2 separate regions of the Triticum aestivum genome follow, and region 1 is linked to region 2. A link is a contact called in public Hi-C data. All regions are on one chromosome and are shown on one strand. The core of a region is the stretch at or near the end of the contact, and the rest is flanking DNA. Distances in the headings are between cores, read along the strand shown. Region 1 has its middle 330 kb from the start of LOC123169781. Region 2 holds the start of LOC123169781 (putative glycerol-3-phosphate transporter 1).

Region 1 (2,778 bases), core at 172-2,671, 330 kb before region 2:
ATAGCATCTACAGCCGGGCGTCCCAAACCCGACTCAAACCCCCGGGCGAGCCTCCCGATCACTAACCTGTCACAAAATTTTGACCCAGACGGGCGTCTCAAACGGACCTCAAACGCCCGGGGTGACCGGCACCCCTCATATGGTGCCCAAATATGAGTCGTATATGGGGCGCCCGGGCGCGTCAGCCACGCCGGACTAACGACGGGGTCCTACGCAGCATTACCCCGGAAATCAAGCGGTCCGAAACTTGTCTCCTTCGTCGGACGGATGTCACCACTTGGTGCAGCTCCGGCCGGCCGCGTAGTGCCTAGCCCGGTTATTTAAGCCGATCGCCGACACTGAAACCCTACCCCTTCATATTTTCCTCCGCCCATCCGCCGACGCCGCCACTTTCCACTCTCCGTCCGCCACTACTAGTAGCCATGCCCCCACACCGGTGGATAAGGGGCTACCTATTTCTAACGCCGGAGCGCCGGCTACAACTCCTTGAGCAGATCCGGGCAAGGCGTGAAGCCCGAATCACCGCGGGGCTACCTCCGGAGGCAGTGGATCCGGATGAGTAGCTGGAGGAGAATGTGGGGGACGCTGGGACGCGGATCTGCACGCGGAGCAGCAGACCATCCTTGATTCCCTTTGCTCGGAGTCGGATGTGGAGGCCAGACGCCGCCGCTGGCAGGAGATGAAGGCGCAACATGCCGCGGAGGAGAAGGAGATGCTCGCCTACATGGATGAGGTCGAGCAGGAGGAGAATGAGCCGGAGCCCTCCTACATGTCCGTCCATCCGGCACCGACGTTATGGATATCTCCGACGACGAAAATTAGTTAGGATAGTACGTAGGATGTAGTACGCAGCATTTATTTTGCATGCCTTTTATAAATTTAGGGGTAGCTAATTTGAGACGTGACCGATCACTATCTACAGACACGTCCGGTCACGTCCACGGACGTTTGAGATATCGGATTTGCCTTTTTTTTTAAGGCAAAGATATCGGATTTGCTGCAGATGCTCTAAAGGCCGGAGCGTCGTGGTCTCCTGCGTGACGAGAAGGTGGCCCAGCCCATTCCGAAAACAACCCATATTGGTTGGAGCTCAAAGCATGGCCCGCCTGAGCATGTGAGATAGATATAGATGTTCCTACCCCTCAAAAAGAAAAGATATAGATGTTCCTAAAACAAAGTAAGATAGATATAGATAATTCAAAGTTTCAAAACAAACGATATAGATAATTCAAAGGAGCGGCATGACGTAACTAAAGACCGTCTAACTGCTGCACGCCAACGGAACGATGGCAACTCGGTCGCCGCTTTCTGTTTGCCGTTTACATGGCAGTTTCAGCTTGTGGTCGGCGTCGAACCCGGCCGACCGGTGGCCGACGATATGGGCCACAAGCTTAAAGCGGCGGGAATGTATGTAGGAACCCCATCAAAAAAGGGCATTCGGGCAGCGTCATACCAACTATCTTTGTCATGGCCGGCCGACGTGCTCAACGCGGCGCCCACCGTATCATGTGGCAGCAACGTTGCTCTTGGCTGGTCGTAGGTTTCACTGGTCGTTTTGTTTCGTTTTGGTTTTCCAGCGCGGAGCGCACTAAAGCTCCAACGCAAGAGGAGTGGCCACGGACCCTCGCATCCGTACAGCCACTCACCAAACCACCGGCTCGGGCCGCCCGCATGCATGTAACCTCGATCGCTTGTTGTATCCAAGAACAAAAAGCTTTGCTTGCAAGAGGCTTTTGAGCACACCAAGGGTGCCCGACACGCTAGGGCTGGACGCCGATGCATCCTAGCTCAACCGTCACCACAACATATTACTCCTGTAAGAGCATCTACGGCCGGGCGCTTTAAACCCACCTCATTTGTTCGGGTGGACCCTCTTATCACCGTCCCGGTCGTGAAACTTTGACCCAGACGAGCTTCTTAAACGAGTCTCAAACGCTCGGGCTGACTGGCATCCCTCATATCTAACCCAAATATGAGGTGGATATGGTCGCGCCTTGGCACACCCGCCACATCGGACCCGACGACCCGATTCCACCGCAAACTGCATCAAATTCACTAAACCCTTCCTCCTCCTCCTGCTGCCCTCCAACCTTTCCTGCGCCCGAACCCTCGCTGTCCTCCACCCTTACTCCCCATCCTCATCACCGGTCCCGATCCACCGCAGGAGATGTCGTCCATCCCGTCCCCGACCTCCGAGACGAGATGCGACCCACCTCGTCAGTCGGCGTTCCTTCGTTGGCTCTGACTTGCAAGGCGGAGAACATTGCCCGGAAGTTGCGGCGACGCTGACAGCGAGAGAGGGAGGTGGCGGCGGCATCGCAGGGAGGTTCGAAATGGTGGAGCAACTGTCTCCTCCGCCGCGCCCGGACCCCGCACCCTTTCCATCCGAGCGCTGATCCGAATTACGCCGTCCGACCCCGTTGGGACAGAGGAGGATTCGACGGCCGGCTGGGCCATTCTGGAGAGCTTTCAGCCCATGCAGATGCCGGCGGTCGACGTATGTGACTCGCCGCAGCTTGTTTGGGCGCGGATGAGCACGGGCACCGGCAGCGCCCGAGCTGCCCTCGACATGTAGGGAGTACGAGGAGGCAAGGGCGTCTGCAACACGGATGCAGGTGGAGGAGGCAGCCCGGATGCAGGCAGAGCAGGACGAGCAGGACGTATTCCGCCTGGAGCACGTCGCATTCCGCTCGGAGCAGGCGCCCGGCCAGTGATCCGAAGGCATCCGTCAAGCTCGACATTGAATTCATTTCGGCCATGTCCGGTTTGTTGAACTAT
Region 2 (2,980 bases), core at 436-2,935:
CTCATCGTCGAGCCATCGCAACAACCCACGACCATGGTTCCGGCTCGCTGCAATGACCGTCACAGCTCGCCAATGTGTCGCGGTTCCAGCAAGCCGTTGCCCCCATTGCAGCATCACATGGTCACAATTCTAGCTAGTTGTGTCGTCGTTGCAGCTCGACACAGTGACCGATGCAACTCGTCCAAGTCATGGTTCTAGCTAGTCGCTTCATCGTTGCACCTCACCTAGTGACCGACACAGCTCGTACCAGTCATGGTTCCGGCATCTCCCATGGCAGGTTCCAGCACGCGGTAGCCATGGTCACCGCATCGTTGTCGCCCGGTTCTAGCACACGGCTCCCATGGTCACAGCATCGCTGCCGACCGGTTCTAGCACGCGGCGCCCGTGGTCACAACATCACTGCCGACCGGTTCCAGCTGTGGCGGACGCAGTCGCAGCATCGCCGCTCACCGGTCCCAGCATGCGGCTATCTCGGTTCTAGCACATGACTGTCGTATGCACCACCCATCGCAACATCCCTCGCGCCCCACTATTGTAGTACGCGACAACCATGGTCGTAGCTCAAAGTCGTCGTGGTCCCAGCATGTGCTCGTTGTGGTCGTAGCACGTGCTCGTCGTGGTTGAGCATGCGGCCGCCGTAGGCCACCGGCGACACAACATCCACCACCACCATCAAAAGCACAAGATCGTCATCTGCAACACCTGCAGTTGCCTCCCCCCTGATTGTGCGCACGTACGGTAGCGGGGGGTGTGTTAGTGTGGTTGAAGGGAATCAGGTGTGTTGTGGGTTGAGGGGGGGTTGTAGATGCGTTGGGTTCCAACCGATAAGGATGAAGGCAACAGAGAAGGATGGGAGGGGTGAGGGTGACCCGTGTGGCCATGTGGAAAGTGAGTCACTGTCCCGAGCAAACTGCGTAAAACGAAGCCGATCAACCGACTCAGAACATTTTTTACAAGGAGTGCAAAACTAGTGCTCCTCTTCCTTGGGTTTGCATGCGAAGTAGATGTTTTTATTTATTTGAGGGAACGTGTGAAGCAGATATTTTTATTTATTTGAGGGAATGTGCGAAGCACATCATGAGATATGGGTCGTGCCACCTTATGGTTGATTGTCTTGTGCTAAAGTGGTTCCAATTTTTATGACTGCAGGACATGGTTGTGATGTCACTTAAATTTGGGACTCCAATCCGTGGCGACCGTTCTCTAGGAATAGGAATGATGGCAAGCGCGGCCCCCGGATGGCAATTTGCATGGCTGGCCGGCTGGGGGTGGCTTTTTCAAAACTGTCATGGCATTTTGTTTAAATTGTGGGATGTTCTGGGCAAAAACTGCCACTGTCAGATCTAAATCTGACGGCTTTGAGGCTTTTGCCAGGATTTGATACGGCCAGCAAACGTCAAATAACATTACAGTAAATTTGTTATTAAGAACTACTAGGAGTATGAGTTGCCGTCACTTTTGAGTACGGGTTTGATGTGGCTTGAGAGCCTCCCCAATATATGACCGGTCTCGTGGTTGACGTTTAGCGTGACATGTAAAAGGGTTGCCATCGCCAGTTTGCCACTTTGGCTTGTGCTTGTGAACCCTGTGGCGTCAGTCTGCTCCAGACAATAAATAAAAGTGAAAGGGCAATATGGTCCAAGGGCATCGCCGTAAAATACCTCTGCAAGCTTGGCCTGCCATCAGAATAAATGCAAGCCAGCCTCGCTCGAACTCCTCGAGCCACCCAAACTCTCGAGAAAAAACAGACGGCAAGAGAGGAAAGAAACGCCCTCCTTCCTAACTTCCCCAGCCATCTCCTCCCGTCCTGCCTGCGCGTGCGCATTTTCACACTAAACCCCCAATCCAACCTGCCGCGGCTCGTCGCAGATCGGCAGAGCAGTCCACCGCCGCCGCGGAGGTGTGTTCTCCTCCCGAATCCCGGTTTCTTCATCTCCCTCCTCCTTCTTCCTTACTGATTCTGCACGCCCAATCCGTAAGCTTTGTTCCCTTTGCTTGTTTGGATCGTCGGGCTGTTGGTTTGGCGGCGAGGGGTGATGGGTTTTGGGGAGGTTTGGGTTGGACCGAGGGCAGGGAGTTGGTAAGGATTTTTAGTCGTTCAGGATTCATGGGGGAGAGAGAGACGATAATCTCTCCCGTTATTTCCTGAATTAGGTGCTTGTTCTGCTGGTGGTACTGCTCGGTAGCCGTGGATAGAGCATTTAAACAGTAAGTAATATTTTGGATTTCGAATATCCAATACTAAGTTTAGTTCCTGTGATGGAGACCCTGAAATTTTATCCGGGGATATTCAGGCCAGACCAGCCTTTCTCCTCCTACATCCACCACTTGGGGTTCTTTTTACCTGCCCCGATTAATAGTATGGTAAGTAGATACTTGATACTTTAGAGTCACGGCTAAGTCGGTTGATTGCTAAGGAACGCATTTGCACTCAATAATAGGGGTGAATTCTGATTTGTGGTGTTGGAGATAAGAATAGTGTATCATCAGTCCTTTGTACCATGTGCTCTCCATGATCTAGGTCACAGATGACGTGATCATATTGTGCGGAACAAGAGCAAGATGGGTTTCCGTTTTTGGTGATCTAGTGGATGACTTGCACTTGCGATCATTGAACTGGGCTAGCCAACATATTGATCAATTTGTTTCCCAAATTGCTTTGGATCATTAGACATGTGGATTTTTACCATGTTTGCGTGTTAACCAAATAGCACAAAGTTGTGTTGGGATTAACGGAGTTTAAAGTTTTATAAAATGTGTTGAATTATTGGGTGCATCCATTTTCCCCATATTTGCATGGTAACCAAAATTCTACAAAGATGCGTTTGGATCAGTGATTTCTAGTTTTTTAAAGCATGATTGCTTATGGATGTTACTAACCACTAAGAGATGTATAACTTCAGTTATCAATTTTAACAGAGAATCGCTCCATTTGCCCATTTGTCTTACATCCTCTTTGATGCTTTCAGGTGGTGATCAT

What was found. A called contact is a pair of places that touch in the nucleus more often than the background predicts.
Region 1: a contact with region 2 is called in a Hi-C map of leaf, with 4 times the contacts expected there. The contact joins the enhancer-like site here to the promoter of LOC123169781 in region 2. A contact is called at or near these places in 2 of 5 Hi-C or Micro-C datasets (both in leaf).

The regions. Positions count from the first base shown.
Region 1 is chr7D:375,304,959-375,307,736 of IWGSC CS RefSeq v2.1, reverse strand. No RefSeq gene overlaps it. Among protein-coding and RNA genes, the nearest start is that of LOC123169781, 330 kb to the right of the region's middle. Within about 2 kb of position 1,421, at least 1 of the 8 cell types and tissues checked has an H3K27ac peak or open chromatin away from gene starts, as enhancers often do. A contact at or near this core is called in leaf, where this site is marked.
Region 2 is chr7D:374,976,941-374,979,920 of IWGSC CS RefSeq v2.1, reverse strand. It overlaps LOC123169781 (putative glycerol-3-phosphate transporter 1), which reads left to right and starts at 1,685. Exons shown (of 3, transcript XM_044587646.1): 1 at 1,685-1,900; 2 at 2,970-2,980.